2 separate regions of the Sus scrofa genome follow, and region 1 is linked to region 2. A link is a contact called in public Hi-C data. All regions are on one chromosome and are shown on one strand. Each heading gives the region's core, a stretch centred on a gene start, on an enhancer-like site or on the middle of the called end of the contact. The rest is flanking DNA. Distances are from core to core; before and after follow the strand shown.

The links. A called contact is a pair of places that touch in the nucleus more often than the background predicts.
Region 1: a contact with region 2 is called in a Hi-C map of retroperitoneal adipose tissue, with 6 times the contacts expected there. The contact joins two enhancer-like sites. A contact is called at or near these places in 2 of 5 promoter capture datasets (fetal skeletal muscle and liver), 32 of 47 Hi-C or Micro-C datasets (adipose tissue, alveolar macrophages, blood and 14 more) and 2 of 2 datasets of contacts at active chromatin or transcription factors (alveolar macrophages and skeletal muscle).

The regions. Positions count from the first base shown.
Region 1 is chr1:146,018,156-146,024,048 of Sscrofa11.1, reverse strand. ATP9B (probable phospholipid-transporting ATPase IIB) reads left to right here. Exons shown (of 30, transcript XM_013985712.2): 30 at 535-1,074. The coding sequence ends at 671. Among named protein-coding and RNA genes, the nearest start is that of NFATC1, 18 kb to the right of the region's middle. Within about 2 kb of position 3,803, at least 9 of the 83 cell types and tissues checked have an H3K27ac peak or open chromatin away from gene starts, as enhancers often do. A contact at or near this core is called in omental adipose tissue and retroperitoneal adipose tissue, where this site is marked.
Region 2 is chr1:145,832,717-145,838,129 of Sscrofa11.1, reverse strand. No RefSeq gene overlaps it. Among named protein-coding and RNA genes, the nearest start is that of CTDP1, 24 kb to the right of the region's middle. Within about 2 kb of position 2,604, at least 2 of the 83 cell types and tissues checked have an H3K27ac peak or open chromatin away from gene starts, as enhancers often do. A contact at or near this core is called in omental adipose tissue and retroperitoneal adipose tissue, where this site is marked.

The sequences.
Region 1 (5,893 bases), core at 2,554-5,053, 180 kb before region 2:
TTGTGGTTGACCCCCTGAAGACACTTTTGGGGTTTTCAAAATGTGGTTTCATATAGCATGGGACCCCACGTGCACCATGCACTGGCCAGTGAGTGGTTCCCTGCGCTTTCCTGAGCCCCCAAGTCCCTGACTCCCACTAGGGAGATTCGCCCCAATTCTGGTGACATCCTGCAGGAGTTTCTCATTTTAGTTTTGAACACATGGTCCAGCTTTGCATCTGGCTCTTCTCACCCAGAAAGGTGGGCCTGTTACTGCGAGGTCGCCAGGGGTGCGTCCTCTGTCCCAGAGACTAGGGGCTTGGGGGCAGGCAGGCAGGGACAGCAGGGTGGCTGGTCCTGCGGTAAGATAAGGGGATGAGCCTGGTGGTCCACACCAGTCACAGGGGTTCCCTCAGGGGGCACTCGGGTCTGAGTCCTCTGTCCAGAGTTCATGGTGCCCTCACAGGGAGGGCAGGGCTCCAAGGGCACAATTCAGAGAGGGCCCGGGTTCTCTCCAATCCGGGTTCTTACTCCTGTGCTGGGTTTCTTTCTCCAGATGTTGCCTTCATCACGACCGTGACCTTCGTGTGGAAAGTGTCAGCCATCACCGTGGTCAGCTGCCTGCCCCTCTACGTCCTGAAGTACTTGAGGCGGAAGCTGTCCCCTCCCAGCTACTCCAAGCTCACCTCCTAGGGCTGCACACCTGCCACAGACAGGCCAGGCCCCGGGACCACTGGATGTGGCCGTGCAGCGGCCACTGAGGGACGCGAGGAAGGCCCAGGAGGGAGCCCCAGACTGGGCGCCGGGGACCGGCCGCGCCTTATCCATGCAGGGGCCAGATGTCCTTCCTTTCTTTTTTTATTGTTTTTCAGAATTTAATTTCTACATCGCAGCAGCTTGAGTTTCTATTGAGAATGAGCCCTCGTCGTCTCACTGCTGCTGTAAAGCGTTCATCTTACTCTGGCACACTCAGCACTCGGAGAAATGAAAGTTTACTTAATACGCTGCTGTTTCCTAACATTCAAATTCTTTCTTTGATGTCATGATAGAGAAAGTCATTCCTTCTTAACTCAAATAAAGTCTAGATGCTGTCACAGCCAGGGTCTGTGCTGCCACCCTCATGCCTCCCAAGGGTGCTTACACGCTCCTCAGGCCCACAGAAGCCACGTGGCACAGAGAGATGAGTATGCACTGTAGCCACATGCTGCTCAGGCCCCACTGTTGGCCAAGCCTGTTTCTGAGCCTGCTTCTTTTACATCTGTAATGTCACCCTTAGACTCCCAGCCACTCCATGTCCATATGCCACTGCCTGGTACTCAGTCATCACCACGCGCCTCCCTGATGTTGGGTGGGAAGCCTGCCTTGTCTCCCGGCTGGGGCACAGGCTGCTGTGCTGTGGACAACCCGGGGCGGCTCTGGGGCTGACTCTCGGGGCACCTGCTCTCCCAGGGGATGGGGAGTCTCTGGGCACTTTGGGCTTCTCCACCCAAGGGCTGCTCCAGGCTGTGGGTCTGTGGTCCCACACCAGCTCCTCCCAGGCCCCCCCAAGCCGCAGATGGAGGTGGGCAGAGGATCTGCTCCTTGGCCCACCTGGACCTTTCCTGGTGGCCGTTCCTCCACCCCCCACAAGGTGTCGCTGTTGCAGCACCTCTCAGAGCCACTGGTTTGCATGGACCTGCATCCTAAGGGAGCAGCTACTGCTCAGCCCCAGAGGGGACTCTGGGAGAACTGATACGGTGGGGGAAGAGGTGGCGGGTGAGGAGGGCTCAGGCTGTGCCAGCCCCATTGCCCTGAGAAGTCCCTGGACATTTCACGCAGAGAGAGAAATTGTCCTCCGCAAGTGTGATAAAGGCAGAGAAACATGAGGTCAAGGTCAGTGGGAGGGTGTGTGTGGGTCTGTACATGTTCACAGGCAGTAGAGGACACTCAGCTGGGTGGTCAGGAGACATGACTGATGCAACGTGGATGGCAAGTGTGAGGAGCCTGGCCTAGAATCAGGTTCTCAGGTGGGTGGTGCCACCAACCCCAGGAACGCAGCCACATTCCGGGCGCTCAGCCTGGCTGGACCACAGTTCAGGGGTCGCTGTCTTGTGGGCCTCCCAGTTCATGACACGAGCCCCCTGGGTGACCTCAGTACCCAGGGCCCAGTGCTTGGACGTGTCCCCATCCTGGGACAGTGATGTCAGGTGTCATCTGACACCTAAGAAAACCCTAGACCAACAATGAAGGAGGGGGAGAGACTTGGCCTCTGTGAAGTTTTAAGTGACCTGGCCCGTGGCTACATCCCCACCCCATGCAGGTAAGATCTGGGGGGACATGGGGGGATAGGGTCACCAGTGCCCTCAGGCCAGGGTCAGGCTTTGTTCCCCTGAAGCGCCACCTCTCCAAGGCGACCACGCATGCCGTTCCTGGCGAGGGGGCCGCAGGGCAGGCCTGGAGTGTCCTCAGTCCAAGGTGGGAGGGGTCCTTCCCAGCTCTGCCTGGCCCCGTGGCCAGGTCCACCCCGCAAGGCCTGCAGCTGCCAAGCCCTCAGCTCCCTTAACACCTGTTCTGGACAGTCCTGTGTCCCCCTCACAGCCAAGCCTGGACTGCTGGGAGGCCGCCCACCAGTCTGGGCAGGTCCATACCCTGGTGGGACCTTCCTGCATGTTCTCTCCCAAAGCTCCTTATCTTGGAATCATTTTCCACTTGGAGCAGTTGGCGTCCACACAGGAGGGGCTGTGCTGGGTTCCCTGACTCTCCACTAAATCCTCATCTGTCCTAGTGTCCCTATGTTCTGGCCGTGGGGAGCTGGGCAAGGAGCATGTGGCCTGAGTTTTGGAGTGGGGCTGGGATGGGCCCAGGGCAAAACAGGCAGGTGACACCAATTGGTGACCCGAGGAAGGGGGTGCCATAGCTACTTTCCTGATGGCCCCAGGTCGCGGGTTTTTTGGGACCAAGCAGGCCCTGCTCCTCCAGCTCCTGCAGGCACCAATAAACAGGAAACGCCTTGGCCACTGGCAGCAGCTGTAATTGCAGGCGATTCCAGAAGGCGGTGCTGGAAGCTCAGAAATGCGGCGTGGCAGCAGCAGGTCCAGGCTGCTTCCTCTTTGCTGAGGAATCAGGGTGTCTGTCTCCTTGGGCTGGAACAGTGCAGAAAGTGTGGTTCCCCGAGGACCTGGACTTTGTCACCTGGAATAACCTGCCTGCACCCACGGACGTCTGGATATACGTGGCGCCTTCCCCTGTGAACAGCCATGTGGCTCCTAATCCCTTCAGGGAGACCTGCCAGCCGGCCCCACCTCCCCCGCCCATCCTGGGCCACAGCCCCCTTCCTGATGGAGGAAGGCTCCAGGTGAGTCTGGAAGGTTCTGTCCTTAAGTCTCAGACAGTGGCTGAGCGGAACCGGGGGGCCCAGAAGGACCGGATCTTGTATCCCTTTTCCTGAATCTAAAAACACTCAATAGCAGAATTTTCCAAATTTTATAGCTACATGATTTTAAAGACAGAGGAACCCGCCACCCCTATGCTGTTTTCCAACTCTGTTCCTGGAAATGGCTTCCAGGCCCACCCACCCTCACCTCTTGGCCTCAGCTGGAAAGGGGGATGCCAGCCAGGTCCCTGCAAGGTCCCTGAGGATGTGGGACCCTCGAGGCAGAGGCCCCCACACTTGCCCTGATGAAGCCTGAGTGGCACAGTCCTTGAAGACAAATGCTTTCAGCATTTTGAAGGTCTGTTCCCCTAAAGTCGACCTGGACAGGGGCCACAGGACTGCTCTGCTGGTGGCTATCAGGATCCTGGCTCCCAGGAGGCCACAGAAGCTGAGTCCTGCGTGTGGCAGGGCCCTTCAAGGACACTCGTGGATGTGGATGGTCACCACCTGTCCTCTCTGCCAGCAGCATCTGGGTTTGGTCCCAGGCCATTGAGGCTCCCACCAAGGGCCACTGGCCACCATGGGACATGTGGTGTCCACTTCCAGGGAGGCGGGCACCCCTGCAAGGAGGCCAGGACCTACATCGCCCCTTGTCCCCCTCCTCCAGCTGCCTGAGCTCTGCCATCTGTCCCCTGGTGCAGTGGCTGGTTGGGTCTGGAGGGAGAGCTGGGTTCGAGGCCAAAAGGCTCCGGGCTGAGGCCTGGGCAGGGCTTTGGAGCTCCAGGGGCCAGAGAGCAGACACAACTTCTGAGCAGAGGAAGAAAAGGCTAAACTCAAACCGGCCTGGGAGGCACGCACCCAGAAGCCAAAACACAGGGCCCCGTGAGAAGGATTCCTGGGTCATGGTGACATCCCCCACCACAGCGGAGCCTCTCCCCCACTCACCCCCACCCCCCAGCAGAGACCAAGGGGCTGTCCCAGGCAGGGTCCCAGGTTCCGGGTGGAGGCCTTTGGGCCCAGGATCCACGTGTCGAAAAGTTCCCCGCTGGGTTCTGGGGGAGTCAGGAATGACAGTGTCCAGGGCCACCATCCCCTGCTACCCCTGCTCCAGGGGAGACCCTCACGCCCCTCCCCAAGTGTCCTGTCATGCTCCTGGCTGTGGCCACACCACTCCGACCTCTGCCTATATCCTCACGCCTGGGCTCTCTGCATGTCTGTGTCCAGATTCCCGTCCTGGTTCTGTGAGGACACCTGTCTCACAGCCTCTAGGATAGCCTAGTCCTAACTACTTGCATCCACAAAGACTGCTTCCCAGTCCTGAGACTCTGGGTGGACAGGAGTGTGGCCACGGTCCTGCCCAGCCATGGGTGACACCTGGGCACTGTGGTATTGTTCGTTCAATAGCAAAGTGGCTCCTGTCACATCACATCAGGCTTGTCTCTTCCCAACCTGAATGTGCAGCACTGTTACCGGCCAAGCACAGACGGTTTTAAGTCTATGATGTAATAGTGGGCCAGGATCTGGGGCTGTGGCCTCATGACCATGTTGTGCCAGGGACCTCCTCCCCATGTCCAGCATCCTGGGAAAAGTCAGACACCTGGGTGGTTAAGTGGAGCCTCTGAGTTTAAACTTGGTTCCCAGGACCTGCTTTGTGGTTTCTGTAAAGCCCGGGGCTTCTTGGCACAACCGCAGGGGGCACCATCCACACATAAGTGAGCTGACCATGAAGTGTTCAACTGTTGTCTCAGGCACCTGGACCCTATGTCCATCAGACACCGAGATCTTCTTGTCCTGAGTGGCCCTGATTGTCACTCCCTGATTGTCACTCCTTGGTCCTTATCAGCAGGGTTCTCTGAGCATCTGGAGGCTGTTGTCATGATGATGACTTTGGGGTCTCATTCCAGGAGAAAGGTTGCTGTCATTCTTACTATTTTCCTCAAACAGAAGCAGGAAGGCAGCTGTGCCTTCACTCAAACCTACCACTAACTGGACCACATCTCACAGCCTCTGCCCCAGCCTGGAAAGTTCTACTGTTGTTCACAATCATAGAACAGAACAACGAACAGATGTCAAGTTTAACTGGCACACCCCCCCAGCCCTCCACCCAAGCACTGCCTTGGGACAGATCCTGGAGAAATTCCTGGAGGAGGTCCTGAAGAAGGTCCTGGAGAAGGTTCTGGAAAATGTCAGCTGGGCCAGGGAGGGGATGTACCATCACCGCCTTCCAGCCTCTCATCTCGTCAAAGTCCTAGGAGCTGCTCTTGTTTCTTTATGGAGCCTGTTTTCAGTCCCCATGGTTGTGAGGCAGTAGCACCTGGGGCCCCCTGGGGAAGTGACAGCAGCTCCCTGGAAGTGATACTGACAGACCGTGGGTGCATCCAGCGACCGACCCCAGCTGGGCTGTCCATTCCTGCCCCCATCAGCCACCTCTAGGCATGAAGCCCGTGGCAGGACCCTCAGCAGGGCTGAGGGCCCCTTGTGACCCAAGACTCTTCTTCCCACTGAGTGGCCGCCTCCTCCCAGCAGGGCCTCCCAGGGGACCAGGGACCTCCCCCCTCATGGG
Region 2 (5,413 bases), core at 1,355-3,854:
CGGCACCAGCCCCAGACTCCCGGCTGGTGGGAGCAGCGGTCAGCCCCATAGAGAGCTTCAGTGGCCAGGTGGAAGCTCCAGGGTGGGGTGACTGCCCTCTCCAGGCCTCCAGACCCTGCTTTGAGCTCAGTCTTGCACCTGCCACACAGCTGATGCAGGCTCTCCTCAAACCCAAATTCACAGCAACACAGGGCTGGGGCCAGGGGTGGGGAGGATGAAGGAAAAGGTGGGAGTGGGTGGCCGGCAGCATCACTCCAAGTTGAGACTTGAGGGAATGGCAGGCTTCTTTCTAGAGCCTGAGCTCAAAGCTCAGCTAGTGTCTGAGTCCAGGAACATGGAGTACCTTGGATCAGTTTTTGTTAATGCTGAAATTTAATCTCATTTGTCCTTTTATGTGAGTAAATTTTTCTTTCTTTCTTTCTTTTTTTTAACAGGTGCACTGCGGACATATAGAAGTTCCCAAGCTACGGGTCAAATTGGAGCTGCAGCTGCTGGCCTACACCACAGCTCACGGCAACGCTGGATCCTTAAGCCACTAAGTGAGGCCAGGAATCAAACCCACGTCTTCACAGATACTAAGTCAGGTTCTTAACATGCTGAGCTACCATGGGAACTCCTCATGTGTGTTTTAATGCTTTTGGGCAGGGGGATTATAAACTTAAAGCCAAAACAGAGAGGTGGATGGGGAAGACATTGTGCTGTGGCCGCCACACCACCCGGAGTCCCTCCCGGAGGCGCTTCTGTCTCCAGGCGGACCTATGCCCAGCCACAAGGGTGGTGAGTCATGTCCAAGGACCCCAGGCCTGCAGGGCTCAAACACTTCCTCTTTCCGAGGCACAGTCAGTGTCCGGAGAGCAGTTTGTCCTGTGTGTTGTCCACCAGACCTCACAATATTTTCCTACTCCTGATGCATGGGAGCAGGTTTCCACGGGATGGTGGGCTTTTAAGGAAGCTAAGGTAAATTACACTCAATATTAGTTTATACTTGTATTTTAAAATATTTCTTAATAGTATGATGGAGTCCAGAAAAGTAAAAGTAGAAGTAAAATAAATGAGAATTCTGACACTAAAAAAAAAAAAAAAAAAAAAAAAAAAAAAATCCCAAAATCTGAACGAAGATGCAAATATAGGACAGACATGGAGGTGGGTATTTATAAAGGGCTGGATCACATCCTTTTTCTGTGACAGGCTTGCTCCCTGCCAGGGCTTTGGTGATACCACAGCGTCAACATATATGGAACAACTTCTGTTTAGGGCAAAACTCTCAAGTACAAGGCTCAGGCCATCTTGAGGCAGAATTCTACTTTCAGGGAAAATAACTTATGTGCTCCAATTTACTCTCTGTAAAACATGAAATAAGCTCAAGGAAGTAAAGGGCTGGACGCTTTGCTGGCTGCACTTCCAACCCCTCCCCTCCATCTCTTCCCAGGAGGTTTCCTTCCTGGCCCCCCACATGCACTCACTCCTGCAGCCCATCATCGTCCGGCCCCCAGTGCCCACCGTGAGCAGGGGTCACCCCATAGGGCCGACATGAAAACTACCCAGGTCACCCATGCTGCACCCTCAGGGGAGCAGGAGCCCTGACAAGACCTGGGTGTTGATGAAATGACCCCAGGAGTCCCAGCGGATGGGCCTGGAGTTCTGGAGCCGCCCGGTGCTCCCAGAGCCAAGATGATGAGGAGGGGCCAGTGAGGAAGGTCAGATCACCAGTATTCCTCTGCTGAGGGCACCGCCACCGCCAAGGAGGGCAGACTGCAGGGAAACGAGGGCAGACAGAGCCATCCAGGACCTCCAGGGCAAGGGCGGAGCAGGAGCACAGCTCTCTGATGCCCGCAGACCCTTGGCCCCAAGGACCAGCGGGTGTGGACAGTCCATACCTCGGTCCACATCTGCTGGTCCTGGTGACCTGATCCTCCTTGTCCCACCTCTTGCTTGCATTTCTGAGACCCAGCGGGAAAACCAGGCTAATGTCTGGCTGCCCATCCTGCCAGGATCCTGCTGCCCTGCTCCCAGGCCAGGGCTGATCTCTGTGTCTGTGCTGCCTCCCAGGATGGGCATGTGAGCATCAGATCTGCACACAAGCTCCAGGAGGGAGTGTTCTGTGAGCTGGGGTAGACAGGAGGGCAGGGTTGGGGGAGCGCAGAGAGCAGCCAAGGGTGATGGCAGGGGGCCCCTGTCATGGCTGCATCAGGCCAAGCTAAGATTTAATAACAAAGAGGAACCAGGACATGACCTCACAAAGGGTGCCTCTCCTGGATGTGCCCCAGAGAAGGCAGGCTCCATGGGGCCAAACACCCGGCACAGCTCAGCCACTGGGCGGTGTCTCCCGAAGGAGAGGCTGTCTACCTGGCCCGGGTCTGGTCTGCTCTGCTGCACTTTCTTGTTGTGCCCCCGGGGGTAAGAGGCCAGCCGCTTAGGAGACAGTCTGATTTCTGTTTTCCAGGTGGAAAAGCATTTCTTGGTCTAATCTTCTGTGAAGTTGCTCCAGCTTGTTCACTCGACACACAGAGTGGGGACAGAACAGTCTTGAGCGGCTGTGCTGTGTGCAAAGGAGTGAAGGCGCTGGCTGGGGGGGTGCTCTGGGGGGTCCTGTTCTTGGAAGACTTGGGAGAGGCTGGGCCTGCTGGCTTCTGACAACCCAGAGTGGGAGACACAGCTGCCTGGCCAAGTGGCCGAGGCCTGCATGTGGCCTCTGGCAGGAAAAATGTCCACTCTGGTCTGGTGACACCCCCAGATGTGGGGGAGGGGCCACACCAGTGTCATATCCCAGAGCCTGGAGTGGCGCTCAGACAAAAACTTATCTTCCATGTGCTGGTCCACCAGGTTCTAAGCCGCTGCTTTTAAGGGCTCTGAAGTTGGGCAGCTTCCAGGTTTTTCTCAAGAGGTTTCTGGGGAGCTGCCTCTCTAGGCCTCCTATTGGTGGCCTTGCCTCTCTGGGCCAGAACCAGAAAAGAAGGGGCCTGGGCTGGTCCCCCGGCATTGTCCCAACCTTGTGAAAAATGTTATCTTTTTAAAATGAGAAAGTATGATAGACGTTCTATATAACTATAGAAACTATAGTAGAAAAAATATAGCTATAATAGAAAAAATAAAAATCTTAAATAAATAAATAAACAAAATGAGAAGGTGCTGTTCAACTCCCATTGCTCTGCCATGCATCTTTGCCCATGTCTGGACTCTAAATTAGAAACTCTGACCTAAAATGCTGTGATAGGCTTAAACGTTTGGGTGAAAACATCTCTTGAGAAGTGTCTATAAGGGCACTTATTTTGGGTCAGTGTAAGCCGGGTGGGCTGCCCGGCCTTGCACCTCTAGAGCCCCTCCTGCTGTGTTGTTCTAACTGCTTTTCTTTCCTTCTCCAACCCGGTCACGTGGGCTAAGGAGAAGCTTCTGAAGGGCTGGAGAGGCTCTCAGGACACTCTCTCCCGCCCAAGAGGTGCATCGTGGCAGGGATCGTGGGGAGACAGGCCTGAGCCCAAGTCGCCGCAGGACCAGACCCACTGGGGTCTGAGTGGGAGGAAAAGACCTTAACCTCTAGCTCAGGGTCCCTCTGTGTGGGACGGGAAGAAAAGAGTGACATCTACGTAAAGAACGTCACGAATTCCCTCATGGGATGGATGGAATGCGGAGGGAAAAGTACAGGAAAGGGCATGAATATTGTGGCCCCCATGAGGCCAAGGGTGGAGTGCAGAGTGGAGCTTCACCCCAGGGACGCTGCGGCTCGACACCCCGCGGGGTGCACCTGAAAGAGGGGTCCTGGCAACTCTGTTGTGTGTCACGTTTTATCTGTCTGCCAGGGGAGGGGGACTGGGCCTGCAGACTGATGAGTCCAAAGCAGTCCTCACTTTCAAAGGACCAAAGGCAGCTTCACCACAGGGCTGGTCCTTCTGATAATGGTTAGCTCCTTCCCTGAATTTTGACTCTTTTTTTTTTAATCTTTTTTTTTTTTTTTTTGGCTGCACCCACAGCCTGCAAAAGTTCCCAGGGCAGGAATTGAACCTGAGCCACTGCAGTGACAGTGCCAGAACCTTAACAAGATGTACCACCAGGGGAGCTCCCACTGCATTTTTTAAATTGCAGTAAAAGACACATACAATGTACCATCCTCGCCATGTTCAAGAAAACAGTTCAGCAGTACCAAGTACAGTCACACTGTTGTGCATCTGTCACCACCATTCATCTCCAAAACCCTTCTTCTCTTGCAAGATTGAAACTCTGTCCCCCTTACACACACCACCACCCCTCCCCAGCCCTGGCCACACTCTCTACTCTCTGTGAATCTGGCCACTCCAAGTCTCTCACATGCTGTGACGGGTCCGTTTCACTCAGCTCAAGTCCTCCAGGCTCACCCATGTTGTTGCCTGAATCAGAATCTCCTTCCTTTTTAGCAATAAACAACACTGCCTCGTCTTTTACTGCATTTTGCTCTTCTTCATCAGACCACTTTGGCTCAGGGGACCGTGCACTGGGGACCACACATATCTTTTTGAGATCCTGCGTCAATTCTTTGGTATATCCCCAGCTTCCACTGTATTTGAATAAGCGAGCTCATCTTTCTCTGAGCTACTTTTTACACATTTGTAAATTTAACTCATTTAATTGAAATGTACTGGTAATTACTGTTTTTGACGTTGATAACCAACACCATCTACAAATCGGTTTTCTGCTAATAAAAATCTGTGAAGAGAAAGGAAGACAGGGGGATGAGAGGGAGGGAGGAAGACGGCAGCTCTGGAACCTCTGCCTCCCGGCCGAGGCCAGACCACTGAGTCTGCTTTTCCTCGGCGGCGTCCGGGTGTCCTGGTGGCGTCCCAGCCAAAAGCAGCACCTCCTGCTGGGCCTTTTTCCTTCTGGACCCACAGGCTGTTCTGATGCTGCTGCCCCGGGTTCTGGGATTTTCATCAGGAGTGACGACTCTTAGGTCCCTTTCTAGGTGGAAAATGGCGGGGAGCAGTGAAGGGGGTGCCCTTGCAAACCTTCACCCGGGCCTCCCAGCTCTGGGTCACCTAGGCCCCCACCTCCCGGCTGGATGGTTCACCCACTTGCTGTTGGTGTGACGACCTCAGAGAGGCCCTGCCTTCCTCTCACACTTGCAACCAGGATGGTCTGTTGTTCCAAGTGAAGCAGGGTGAGCCCACCTGAGGCCCCACCCAGGACCCCTGGCCTCAGTGCCTCCCACTCTGCACAGCATGGCAGCCTCTCTAAAGCCTGAGCCTCTCCCCTGTTCATTGAACTGGGTCCTGCCGTTTCCATGTGAGGACACTGTCCTACAGAAACACTCACGGCTTACACGTGTGCTTTTAAAGGTCTGATGGTGCCCCAGTGTGGTGACAGGGAAGAATGCAAACCAGAGCCACGCAGTGCACGTGACCTACACACACCTGAAAGGCAGTGCCAGGAACTGGAGGTAACT